Linked DNA regions of Sus scrofa: region 1 is linked to region 2. The links are chromatin contacts, called in public HiChIP or PLAC-seq maps. All regions are on one chromosome and are shown on one strand. The core of a region is the stretch at or near the end of the contact, and the rest is flanking DNA. Distances in the headings are between cores, read along the strand shown.

What was found. HiChIP or PLAC-seq counts read pairs in DNA pulled down with a chosen protein or histone mark.
Region 1: a contact with region 2 is called in an H3K27ac HiChIP or PLAC-seq map of alveolar macrophages. The contact joins the enhancer-like site here to the promoter of WAC in region 2. A contact is called at or near these places in 3 of 5 promoter capture datasets (fetal skeletal muscle, liver and skeletal muscle), 4 of 47 Hi-C or Micro-C datasets (alveolar macrophages, fetal skeletal muscle, heart right ventricle and 1 more) and 1 of 2 datasets of contacts at active chromatin or transcription factors (alveolar macrophages).

What each region holds. Positions count from the first base shown.
Region 1 is chr10:40,010,987-40,017,948 of Sscrofa11.1, reverse strand. It overlaps WAC (WW domain-containing adapter protein with coiled-coil), which reads right to left. Exons shown (of 14, transcript XM_013980205.2): 10 at 5,964-6,112; 11 at 2,538-2,656; 12 at 894-1,080. Among named protein-coding and RNA genes, the nearest start is that of BAMBI, 39 kb to the left of the region's middle. Within about 2 kb of position 2,623, at least 2 of the 83 cell types and tissues checked have an H3K27ac peak or open chromatin away from gene starts, as enhancers often do. A contact at or near this core is called in alveolar macrophages and liver, where this site is marked.
Region 2 is chr10:39,929,142-39,936,203 of Sscrofa11.1, reverse strand. It overlaps WAC (WW domain-containing adapter protein with coiled-coil), which reads right to left and starts at 3,642. Exons shown (of 14, transcript XM_013980205.2): 1 at 3,379-3,642; 2 at 2,460-2,496; 3 at 748-943. The coding sequence starts at 886. LOC100621751 reads left to right here and starts at 2,860. Exons shown (of 5, transcript XM_021064279.1): 1 at 2,860-2,866; 2 at 2,899-3,101; 3 at 3,412-3,816. The coding sequence starts at 2,860.

The DNA.
Region 1 (6,962 bases), core at 1,374-3,873, 83 kb before region 2:
AATAAATACCACTGTTCCACATGATCCATGGATCTGAGGATGAGGAACTGCAGCAAGGAGGGATGACCATAAACCTTATACTTGGGTTTTTGACTGTGGGGAGGGTTGCCCCCACCCCAGCCCCAACCCATGAGTTTCTCAAAGGTCAACTGTACTAACAGGTTCTAAAACCATCAGACTGGCTGGCTGGGTAGAAAAGGTACACTGGCTTTGAACAGTATCACTGTATTAACTTGGTGACTTTGGTATAATCAACTATTTGGTCTTGAGGGCCTCATTAGTAAAATGGAAAAAGTATCATTCTCTGCACTGGTCAGTAGTTTTAGAAAGTGCAGAATTAAACTTTAAGCACTCAGCACAGAGCCAAATGCTAACTAAGATTTTTGGGTTTTGTTCTTGGGGGTTTTTTGTACTTTTTAGGGCCGCATGTGCAGATATGGAAGTTCGAAGGCTAGGGGTTGAATCTGAGCTGCAGCTGCTGGCCTCTGCCACAGCCACAGCAACTCAGGATCCAAGCTCCATCTGCAACCTACACCACAGCTCATGGCAATGTGGGATCCTTAACCCACTGAATCGGGCCAGGGATAGAACCCGCATCCTCATGGATGCTATCTGGGTTAGTTACTGCTGAGCCACCACAGGAACTCCTAAATGCTGAGTTCTTGATAATGGGATTTATAATGATAATTTAAATACTTTATTTGAAATCCCAAAAAGTTAACATAAATACCTTCTAAGTAACATCCAACACTTTATAAAGGGACTAGGGACAATCAAATTAGAAACTGGTTAATTGGCTATTTTAAATATAGCTTGAATTCAGTGTTCCAGATTTTCTCAAAGCAGAATTCAGTTATCATACAAAGGTTAAGAAACATGATCATGTAACATACCTGCTTCTCTGCATGATCTGCAGGCCATCCTTGAACGTGCTTAATGAGATTTTCATTGAAGTGTGCTGCCAGCGTGGGTGTTAATGAACACGCAGGTCGGGCAGATGGATTCTGTGGTACAACTGTTGCAGTTGATGCATTACTACTAGAAGTATGATTTGGACCAGGTGATGGACTTCTCTGGCTACTAGAAAACACAATTGAATGTACTGTATTTTTAAAGTGGTTTCTACGGAATCCAAGAAATTGTCTATCAATACCTTTCATTAAAGATATCCAAATTTATTATTTTAACATCAAATAAACAGAATTTAAAATCCAAAGTATATCAGGTATTCCTAATACACTTCTGGGGGTTAAGAGCCCTTTAAACACTAAGGTCAGAGTTGGATTTAAATACCAATCAATGCTCTCCCACATTTGACAGCAGAATCAACGCTGTGTGCTGCAAATACACTAACGGAACTAAGAAGTGGTCACATTTCAAAAGTCATAGAAATAAAGCATATTTATGATATCTTAAATGCATGACAACATGGAGAGGAAAAAATACAATGCGTTTTACTGTTTAATATCAGAATAAACTGTTGAATCAGAGGGTGAAATAATGTGAAACAAAATACAGACATTCCATTGCATAACAATGAATGAGTTTAGTAGCAAAGTAAGACCAAAAAAGCAACACTCTAAGACTGGTTATCTTCTACAACTGTATGGTTTGGGCTGTGGTTTAAGGACTCGATGGTGAGAACCAAAAATTTAATCACTAAGCTCATTTCCTACCTGCTTCACACCAGACTTGGCTCTGAATCAATTTCAGTTATTCAGAAAAACTAAGTCTCCCAAACAATGAAGTCTTTTCATCACTGAGGATATTTAAAATAATACTGCAGCCTCTAAAGATAATTTAAAAGAAGAACTTCCCAAAAAAATATTCTGAGCAATGGCAACATTGCTGAAGTAGACAGTTTCCCAAAGTGATAATTTTCAAGGGAACAACCCTCATTTGGACGTCAATGTTCTGAAATGCTTATTTAGAAAACAACAATAAAAACAACAGTTGAATTATTTTACCACCTTGTGGCAAGAGATAAAAATAGGACAATATGAAAATTATTTAAAGTTCTGTTACTCAACAAAGGAGAGCGACAATACAATACAGGTCTGACAAGCAACACACAAAGGGTCAGAATTGACGCTATAAGGAGAGACAGGCAGACAGACATTCACAACAGATGGAAAACACTGACCCAAGTTTTAGATGTGAGATTTTTGTCTTCATTAATATACTCAAACGTAAAACAGCTACAAGGAAGTTAAAAACGATATTTCAGTGAGTTAATAAGTATTTTAAAATCATGTGCACTCTTTGTATAAGTAATCACATACTGCTCAGATCATATTCCACCAAGGAAAATTCTAAACAAAGTCACTTCTTTAAAACCCAGGCTTCACTACTACAGACAATCTAGTTATTGCAGTAAGATATCTGCCTTTGTAAATTTTATAATACATAGAACTAAGGCTATCCATGGATTCTTCCAAGACCAGGTTCTACTATACATACATTTATAATATCTCAACAATATGGCAATATAATGTATTAAGGAAAAAACAATGTCGTCTCAACACACATCAACTTACTTTGAGCGCTGAAGACTTCGAGGGGAAACAGGTTCATGACCTTGCTGTTTGTCAGCAGTTACAGGCTGCTGCGTGGCTGATTGTGAAACTGGTCCTTGCTTAACTACTGGAGTACTAACCTAAAATGTCAAAATCTGATTAGACAGCATTCTACCACATAGGCAAAAAGCATGAAAACTAGATACAGGCAAAAGTTCTACCAATCAAACTTTATCTCTATCCAGAGATTTTTAAGATAACCGGAGTTGACCTGATTCATAATAAGATTAACATTAGCGATTCAGCCATAGTATCTTTTAGGGGCCAAGTACACCCAAATCTTAAAACACCATAAAATCTAGAGATTTAAAGAAGCAGAGTCAAAGGAATCTCCAAAGGTCATGTAGTTAGAAAAAAAAAAAAGAGTTTTGAGACTTGGGTCTAATTCTTTATAAAACATTTCAGGGCCATAAAATTACTTGATTAGCAAACCAGCATAAGAAACTAGTTCTCTTGATTTGAGTTCAGTGTTACTTCCAGTACACTATAATACCTCTTCATATCTACTGTTGCTTCTGTTATCAATAAAAATAAATACATTATGGAGTTCCTGTTGTGATACAGCGGAACGAATCCGACTAGTATCCATGAGGATGCAGGTTCGTTCGATCCCTGGCCTTGCTCAGTGGGTCAGATATCCAGTGTTGCCGTGACCTGTGGTGGTAAGTCACAGATTCGGCTCGGACCCCACATTGCTGTGACTATGCCTATGCCGGCAACTGTACCTCAGATTCGACCCCTAGCGTAGGAACTTCCATACGCCAATAATTAATATTCTCCTAAACAAATGTGGACAGCACTGCTACTTCTGAAAAGAGCATATTCTTTTATAAAGAACATTTTTATAAGGGCGAATGTTCACTTATTTTTAGAAACAACTTGAAAGGTTTGAAATGCAAAAATAGCCATCTGCTTAAGGGATTTGAAACAATTTTATAACCAACTGTAAACCTAACACTGCCACTTATATCTCACTTCTTAGTCATCATTCACTGTACTCTAAGATAGACCCAAAGATAAGTTGTAAACTCTAAGAATAAGGTCTCTTGCTAAAATTCACATTTTAATTCTCCTCCAATCAAATTACAGGCAAACAATAAAAAACTTCATACAAACAATTTTAACTCAAAATTTTAAAAATCAATCTAAGCCAACAACCCAAATGGAAAACGGGCAAAAGACCCGAACATTTTTCCAAGGAAGATGTACTGACGGCCAACAAGCACATGAAAAAATGCTCAACATTACTGATTATTAGAGAAATGCAAATCAAAACTACCATGAGATACCACCTCACACCAGTCAGAATGGCCATCATTAATAAGGCCACAAATAACAAACAAATGCTGGAGGGGGTGTGGAGAAAAGGGAACCCTCCGGCACTGTTGGTGGGAATAAAAGCTGGTACAACCACTATGGAGATCAGTATGGAGGTACCTTAGAAATATATATATAGAACTACCATCCTATGACCCAGCAATCCCACTCTTGGGCATATATCTGGACAAAAATTTCCTTGAAAAAGACACATGCACCCCATGTTCACTGCTGCTCTATTCACAATAGCCAAGACATGGAAACAACCAAAATGTCCATCGATAGATGACTGGATTAGGAAGATGTGGTATAGATAAACAATGGAATTCTACTCAGCCCTTAATAAGAAGAAAATAATGCCATTTGCAGCAACATGGATGGAACTAGAGACTCTCATCCCAAGTGAAGTAAGTCAAAGAGAAAGACAAATACCATATGATATCACTTCTATTTGGTATCTAATAAAAGGCACAAATGAACCTTTTCACAGAAAAGAAAATCATAGACTTGCAGAATAGACTTGTGGTTACCAAGGAGGAGGGGGAGGGAGTGGGGTGGTTGGAGAGCTTGGGGTTAATAGATACAAACTGATGCCTTTGGAATGGATAAGCAATGAGATCCTGCTGTGTAGCACTGGGAACTATGTCTAGTCACTTATGATGGAGCATGATAATGTGCAAAAATAGAATGTATACATGTATGTGTAACTGGGTTACCATGCTGTACAGTAGAAAAAAAAATTGTATTGGGGAAATAATCATTAAAAAGTACTAATAATAAAAATCAATCTAGACTGAACCTAAAACTTGCATAAATAAGTGGTTGAAGCAGGGAAGTGATGAGCCAATGGGAATACCACAGAGATGGCCTACTATCAATTTCAAGCTACATTTCAATACATTTTTATCTTTAGGATTCTGCTAAAGATTTTATTTGAATAGAATTCTTTGGCACAAAAGATTGAAACAGCCCATTGTTTTACAACTAAACTACAACACTGTTCCCGTCGTGGTGCAGTGGTTAACCAATCTGACTAGGAACCATGAGGTTGCAGGTTCAGTCCCTGGCCTTGCTCAGTGGGTTAGAGATCCGGCGTTGCCGTGACTGTGGCGTAGGTAGCAGACGCAGCTCGGATCCCTCGTTGCTGTGGCTCTGGCGTAGGCCAGCGGCTACAGCTCGGATTTGACCCCTAGCCTGGGAACCTCCAAATGCCACAGGAGCAGCCTTAGAAAAAGACAAAAGACCAAAAAAAAAAAAAAAAAAAAAAAAAATTTCCTCCTAGAGTTATCCGTAAGACTGAAAAAAAAAATTTACAACTTGTATATACACCAACTTCAAGTTCTACTAGTGGTATGCTATAAAGCAAGAGTGAGTTATGACTGGGGACCGCTTATAAATCTGTGAACAAGACTCAAAGAATGTAATACAAAATCTGACAAGAGTATCCTAAGGTCCTATTTACAGTCTAATAAGAATAGAGACAGCAGTCTCCTAACTCTCTGAGGAGCCATCTATGTAAGAAATTTGCTTGAACACACACATAGGCAGTAGAGCTTAGTAAAGTGGGTTCCATATTCAGAAAGATGTTAAATCTCAAATTCTGACTCCACTACAAAATCAAATTTAACGGAAGGCTTAATTTTCATACCTATTAAGGCACATAGTAGTTAAATGTGAAAATTAATACAATACATAAAAAGCTCTCAGCACAGAAACTGACTCATTTTTATAATATAAGTATATGGAAAACATGTTCTCATAAATCTTAGAGTTTGAAAATTCTACAAATATTAAGACTCGATTAGTATACCTTCTTTATCCACAAAGCCCAGAATAGAAGGAGAATAGAATCAGTACATAAAAGGGGCACAGAGGGATTCCCTCCTCCAACCCTCAAATGACAGAGAGAGTCTAACCTGCATCTTTTTCTCACTCACCTGTCCTCTAGTCCATCATTACCTCCTGCTCAAAAGAGGGCTTTTCCTCCAACACATATCCTAAAACATTATTAAAAAACCCATTTTATCCCAAAGTGGCTTCTTTCCCAAACTTCCCTCCAAGGCAACATACCTTTGGCTGTGATGAAACAGGAGGAGTACTAACCAAAGGTTTGATAGGGACAGTGTTAGTTTGAGGTGTGCTTATTCTCGGTGACACATAGGATCTTGGGGATGACGCATCAGACGTTAATGACATTGGAGACTGATTAGATGGCTGGGCTATAAGAGAGTAAAATAAACCAAAAACCTTTGTAATAAATGCAGGGAAGATCTTTGCATCTCTCCACAAGCCCCATTCCCAAGAAAATCCTTACTTGAAAAGGTCCATCTGAACTTCTCAATGGAGCCACATTGACCAAATGAGCTGCTAAGAGATAAGCACACCCAGCATGGTCCCAACTCTCAGTCTCAACATATTCTCACATGGAAGTGGAAGGTTTCCTCTCACCATCCTTACTGCCTCGTCAACTCCAAGTGTGCCTGGCTGGCCCTCGGATTCCTGCCTCACCACGGGCTCTCAGAGTATTTTCAATATATACTTCTACACTACACCAGGTATTCCTGCTCAACTCATCAGCTTTCTGCACGGGGGCTGGCGACAGGTCAAGGGATGCTTTCACTTCCCTTCTGCTCCTATGATGTGCATCTCTCCCCTCCGGACACTGCACGAAGAAGAGAGCTGGCTGACTCAAGGCAGAGCTTGAGCCCTTTCTATATCCTCCAGTCAAAGTCACCTAATACCCACTCGAACCAAACTCGAACTTTTTTTTTAATGGCCACACCCATGGCATATAGAAGTTTCCAGGCTATGGGTCAAATAAGAGCTATAGCTGCTGGCCACAGCCACAGCCACACCAGATCCAGGCACATCTACAACCTATGCTGCTGCTCATTGTAACACCAAATCCTAAGCTACTGAGTGAGGCCAGGGATGGAACTCGCACCCTCATGGATACTAGTCAGGTTCTTAAGCCACGGAGCCACAATAGGAACTCCCAAACTCCAACTCTTCAGTACATCCAATGATTCACAAAGATTGAGGGCATATCATAGTTTATTGCAGCTTTGG
Region 2 (7,062 bases), core at 2,393-4,892:
GTGCACCACCCCCAAACAATAAACCAATGAACTGTCACAAAAAACTTACTAAAATTTTTAATTCATACTTTACCCTTAGGAAACATGTCTGAACGCCTCAGAACAAGGATTTCAAAATAAACTAAGCCAAAAAACTAAAATCTTTACTTGAAAAGGTGAAAGTTCGGGAGTTCCCATCGTGCCGCAGTGGTTAACGAATCCAACTAGAAACCATGAGGTTTCAGGTTCCATCCCTGGCCTTGCTCAGTGGGTTAAGGGTCTGGTGTTGCCGTGAGCTGTGGTGTGGGTCGCCGACGTGGCTCAGATCCCAAGTTGCTGTGGCTCTGGCATAGGCCAGTGGCTTCAGCTCCAATTAGACCCCTAGCCTGGGAACCTCCATATGCAGCGGGAGTGGCTCAAGAAAACGAAAAAAGACAAGAAAAAAAAAAAAAAAAAAAAGGTGAAAGTTCCTTTTGTGGAAAAATGTCCAGCCCTTCTCTCACCACTAATAAAGCATTGGCAGACTACATTGCATAAATGACTCCTCTAACTACCAGCCACTTCAGTCACCGTTTAGATGCTCACTCAGGTCAGAATCTTATTTCTACAGAAATTTGTTTAGGAATTAAGTAAATCAACAAAAATAAAATATTCTGATATAAGCATATAGTAACACCTTGAAGCTAGATATAGTATACCTTTTGTTTTATACAAATTTTTTACTAAGAATAAATACATGTGAAAGTTTAAACAAAAAAAGCTACTCACCACCATCCCTCTCTCTAACTCTGTGAATATGCACGTTTTTGGCCTTACTGTGACCTGTACTGTCACTGTATTTGTTTTCAGGACTATCAGATCTCCGCAACATTTTATTTGGTGGTGAAGGATCTGCGGCGTCTCGCATTTTTTCATGTCTGTGATCACCACTACTGGGGTGACTCTTCGATGAATACTTAAGTGCCTGTAAAACATCACCCCCCCAAAGAAAGAAAGAATTGACATCTTAAACTTTCTAAATTAATTTCATTACAAAATTTGGTATATAATTTATGTTTTATGAGTTTAGATCAATAAAACTAAAATTTCCTCTTTCAGGTCTACCTTTAAGTTTTACAGACAATACCTAAATGCCTAAGAGTTACTATAAGGCTCCTCAAGTTGTAATACCTTATGTTAAAAAAAAAAAACCCATTCATTATCTTATAAATACAAGAAATCAAACAAATTATCTTATAAATACAAGAAATCAAACATGTTGGGACATTCACTTCTCAATAAATTTTTCTGGAAATTAAAAAGTTTAAAGAAAAGCAGAGTCAGAGTACTACTGTAATTTGTTTCTGCTCTAAAACTGAAATGCATATAAATAAGTATAAACATGTTTCTGCAAACCAACAAAAAAAAAGGGAGAGAGAACCCATCAGGTTTTCCAATTCTTGGATTTAAGCAAAGCATTTCAGACCTAACAACTACTCTTGCAGGTGGCAGAAACAATATTAAGGTATAAAAATGCTGACTGATATTTCTGACATTATCTTAGTGGAACTTAATGGAACTCCCTCGCAATAATCTAGCATATGTAGACATCTTTAACGTATTTAAGACAATGATGATGTAGCAGTCTCTTAAAATGTGTGATTAATTAAATTTCAGAGGGCCTGATTCAACAGGGTTTAATCTTTTAACACATTACAGAGGACCTAGGGTTTTTTTTTTTTTTTTAACTTGAGCTTTAACAACCCATGGTAGTCAGGAACAGATGTAACAGCCTAGAAACCTGATGTAGAAAGTATTTACTTCTAGGGTCCTCTGAGTTACCAACCATTATCCCCACCCCACCCCCACGACGGCCCGGACAAGTGGGGCCACGTCTATCATAATTTTTTGAAATTTTAGATGCAGTGACTGCAACAACAAAGAGGAACCTATGTACCTAGAACCGTCTACATTAGAATGAATTACCCAAGTATCCAAAGACCTCAATTCCTATAGAAACAAAAGCGCCATCTTTCATTAGTAAGGCACTTAACTGCACCAAAAACAAATTAGGAAGGGGTAGTGGTTTACAAAACACTTCAGAGCTGCCAATCAATTAGTGGCTTCTTCCCTGGCCTTCCACCTCATTTCCGTCGCTTCACCTTAACTTTTAGTTCCCCAACACACATAAAGCCGGCTGAGAAATCCCCTATTACCTCGCCCCACCAATCCCCTCACATACAAATAATCGAGTCAGGTCGTTCTTAGCCGAGAACGACTTTTCCTAAAAAAGCCTGACCACCCCCCCGGTCACCTGTCAAAAATCAGTCTCGAGGGCCCGTCGGGCGCCGAGCTCGGGGCCCGGGGGGCCCGCGACGCCCGGGTGGGCTCCGGGGCCCCGAAGGGCCTGCAGCGACTCGCGAAGCCTGCGCTCGAGTAGCAGTTCCTCCCCCGCCCGCCCAGCCCGCCCGCCGCCCGGCCCTCCGCCGCCTCGCGGGTACCTGGTAAGGCTGCGAGTCCCCCCTCCGGTCGTGACAGCTGAAAACAGGAAGAGAGGCGACATGAGACGCGGGCACGGCCCGGCCCCCGCGGAACCCCGCGCCGCCCCGCGCTCCCGCGAATGCCCGGTCGGGCCCCGCGCGCTCACACGCACGCACACGCGCTCACTCGCGCTCACACTCACACGCGCGCCCGCCCGCCTGCACTCGCCCGCCGCCCGCCGCCGCCCGCGCGGCCGCTCCCCCCGGCAGAGCCCGAGCAGGGTTAACAACAAAAATGGCGGCGCGGCCGGCCCCAGATAAGGAGGCGCCCCCCCGCCGCCCGCCCGCAGCCCGGCCCGAAACGAAAAGACGATTTACCCATCACTGAGTCTCTGCTGTTTCCTCGCATACATTACCATCAATGCCCGGCCTGTGAGCGTGTGTCGGGGAGGGGGGACAGCGGCCGCGAGGCGGGCGGCGGGCGCGCAGGCGGCGGGCGGCGGCCTCCGGCGGCACAGGGCCCGGCGCGCCCCGACGACGCTCAGCACCTCCCCGTTACTGGCGCCGGCGCTCCCGGGCCATCTCCCTCCGCCCGCACCACGCTCTCGCTCAGCCGGGCAGCGGCGAACCGGGGGGAGGGGGCAAGAAGACGCGTCCGGCTCGGCCCGCGGAGAGCGACTGCCCCCTCCGCCTTCTCCCCCTCCCTCTCCGTCGCCTCCGCCCCTCCTCCCCCCGCCGCCACCGCCGCCGCTCGGGTCCTTCTCCTCCTCCTCCTCCTCCTGCCGCCGCCGCCGCTGGTGCCGCCGCTGCCGCTCCACCAACTACATCCGGGCAACTCGGCCTCTGCGGCCTTCGGAAGCCCTCGGCAGTTTCCGCCGCGCCCCTCCTCTCCCACCCTCGCGCGGCTCCGGAACGCCGCCTTCGGCAAACCTCGGCTCACCCCGGCCCTCCTCTTCCTCCGAGGCCTGGCTAGCCTCCTCGCGCGCGTCAGCTCTTTCCGGTTGCCGCCACAGAACCCCAGCGTACGTCCGGCCGCCACCGTTCCAGTTTAGGGGTCGTCGGGCTCGGGGAGCCGCCCGAGGCTGGTCGTAGGGGCCCTGGGGCGCGCGGGGAGGGCGGCGCCTTGGGGAGGAGGCTGGTGGGGCGCTCGAGGAGCCATCGCGGACTAAATAAGGGCGGCGGCGGCGGCTGCGCGTGCGCCCAGCGGCGCGGGGGCGGGGGCGCCCTCGGGGAGAGCGCGGGCCTGGTGCTTCGGCGGCCCCGGGCTTGCGGCGGGGTCGCCGGGGGGACGCCCCTCAGGCCTGCTCTTAGGAGCCGAAGTCGGGCCGGGGCGCCGTACGCGGGCAGGGCCCGGAGCTGGGCCTTCGGCTTCGTGAAAGTAAGTCTCACCCGGAAGCGTGCTCGAGCGAGCCTCAGCAAGGGGGGCGCGGGGCCTGCACCCCCAGAGGAAGAGCGAGGGCCGCTCGGCCTTTGGGTTAAAACGACCGAGCCTGGGACGCACGGGTGGGGTTACTTGGGAAAAGAATCGAGGCGCTTCCGCATCCTTGCTCCTAACGTTTCCTCCCCTACCCCCTCCTTCCTTTATTTCCCGTTTTTCTCTCTTTCCGTTCCTTTTCGCTCAAATGCAGTCATCTGGAGGTTCTGCGCGGCTTAGGGAGAGCTTAATGAAATCTCCGCAAACTACATTTTATAGACTGTTCCAGGCCCTATAGGAACATTTGCACATTGGGAGGGGAAAAATCAAGTATCACCACCCCCAAATTAGGGCTTTACTTGAGGGCACTGGTATTCAGATGGTTTTCTTTTTCTGCTCTAAACTTGTACGGCAACATTGAGTGAAAAAGATGATGATAAAGTACACAGCCGTTTACCTGGAAGAAAAAAGCTAAATAGGAAACAAGTCAGAAGAAACAAGATCCCTCCAAAAAACTTATTTATTTGGTATACAACCAGTTGCATTATTTGTGGCATAGTGAAGATACGGAATCATGTGAGGAAAAGGCCCTGAAATCACCACTGATCGAAAAAATATTAATTATGTAACCTTATTTGTCACATTACATGTCAAATGTTAAGATTATTGCTCTTTGTGAGAACCTGTAAAGGACTATTTAATGCCCACTGAAGCTGTCAGTAATTAAGAAAAAAACTGCCAGTGACTGAAATGAGAAACACAAAACAAAACCTGGAGCCTTTTTAAAGTGCAATTTCTAATGTTTTTGTAACAAATATGTTGAAGACAAAAGGCATCAGATTTGTAGGCTACAGAAAGTAATATATGGAGAAACTTTTTGAAAACTGGCAGCAAAACGTATTACTCATTTTTTTTTAATGATTATAAATGTCTGCTGAGCTTGTTACGGTTTGAGCAAAAGCAGCAAACGGGGCTACAGAGGCGACTGCTATGGTCAGTGTAGTCATTGGTCATTCCTCACAGATTCTCTATTCGCAAATTCACCTGCTCACTAAAATTTATTTGTAGTCAATATCCACAGCATTCATGGATGTGCACAGCAAAAAAAGTATTTGCCTAACAGGCACTGCTGAGATTAAAGGCGGCAACACTCAGCGTTATTTCACCTGAGTAAACAAATTCGATTTTCACAATATACAGAGTGTTAGGTTTTTAGCTTTTTGGGGTGCTTTTTATTGGTGCTTTTCCGATTTTAAGGGCTGTCACCCCCCAGCATAGTGCTGAAGTCTTGTCTAGTATTCCTCGGCACGGGAAGGCCATTCTTTGTGGAGAAAATATGTTCCCTGCATAAGGTTCCTTTATGTGCTCACTTGACGTGAATCAAGTGCTCATCAACAGTACATAATAAGTGGAGTTCCTGTCGTGGCACAGTGGCAAAGAACCCGACTAGTATCATGAAGACGCAGGTTTGATCCCTGGCTTTGCTTAGTGGTTTAAAGATCCATCGTGGCCTGAGCTGTGTGTAGATGGCAGGTGTGGCTCGGATCCTTCAGTGCTGTGGTATAGGCCCGCAGCTGTAGCTCCAGCTAGACCCCTAGCCTGGGAATTTCCATACGCTGCAAGTGCAGCCCTAAAAGGACCTAAAAATATATATATGTAGTAAGATGTCTAGACAGAAACACAGCAGCATTTGCAGCATATGGAGGTTTGCAGGCTAGGGGTCGAATTGGAGCTGTAGCTGCCAGCCACAGCCACACCAGATCCAAGCCTCATCTGCAACCTCACCACTGCTCACAGCAACGCAGGATCCTTAACCTGAGTGAGGCCAGGGATCGAACCCAAGTCCTCATGGATATTAGTTGGGTTCGTTACTGCTAGAACTCTCAAAGTTATGTATTGATCAGTTAACAAAAATGTGACCAGACTCACAGGAACCTAACCCTGTATTTATTCCCCCAGGAGCAGTTCAGCCTTCGTGAGAATCAGCTATTTACTGAAGGACACTCTCTAAATGTTAAGCCCGTTTTTAAAAATATCATTTCACTGCCTACCTTAGCTATTCTGTTACCTGTTGTTATGACTCCTTTGGAAACACCTTTGGTCCTTCTCTCTCTATTTTACCTTCCTTAACCACAGCCCTGCTCAATTCACTATACCTTTGAGAAAAAACAGCCGTGCTAACTCACATGAACTCCTGGTGCTCCTCACCTGCTCAGGCTAATTTCCCTAATCCATTTACCCTGCGCTCTGAAACAGCTGTTTAACATCCTCTAGAGCTTCACTTCTCCCAGCCCTCACTACTGTTTCTTGTTTCTCCAGCAGGAGTCAGATCTGTAACAATTCTGACCTACTCCCACCCTTACACCTACTAACCTTCCTGCATCTAAACACACTGTTAGCCTCCAATCACGCCATAGAATCAAAACTGAAGACCAAAGTTGCCACTTTTGGATTGAGTTCCCTATTACTCATGGAATTACCCTCTTTACAAGTCTTTCCTGTCCCAACTTGATCACTTTTGTCCACTTATAAACATTTTAATAGTTACCATCTGCGAAAAAAATAGTCTTGACCATATGTCCATCTGGACGCCACCCCATTGCTCTCATCTGCTCTCCTGTACAGAAAAACTTCATCCCCACATCTACTCTCTTGAACCCACAAATCAGACTTGATCCCCATCCTCCACTGAAACTGATGCTCCAGATCCTCCTGTTCTCAAATCTGGTTTTTTATTTCTCAGCTTTCATCTCACTCCACCTGTGAGTGGCATTTGACACAACTGATGACTTACACGCTTCCTCCTGAATCTGCTTGTGCCGCCTCCAGAATTCCATTCTCCATTTCTCTCTTTCTCTCTAAATGACTGATCTTTAGTCACCTGGCTGTTTCGTCCTCATTTTCCAGCCTCTAGATGCAGGAGTGCCCCAGGATGCAAATCTCTAAACTGGGACTTCTCTTTGTTCATCCTCCCTACAGTCCCATCCAGATCTCTGGCTAAATGAAACCCATGTTTGTATCTCCAGCCCACACCTTTCCCCTAAACACTAGGCTTGAACTTAACTGCCTACTCTGCAGCACTGCTTGCATGTCTAATGGGCATCGCAAATTTAATATATCCTAAACCAAACTTACCTTCCCCCCCAAATAAATCCTGATCAGATGTTTCCTATTTCATGGGATGGCAACTCCGTTCTTCCAGACTAAACA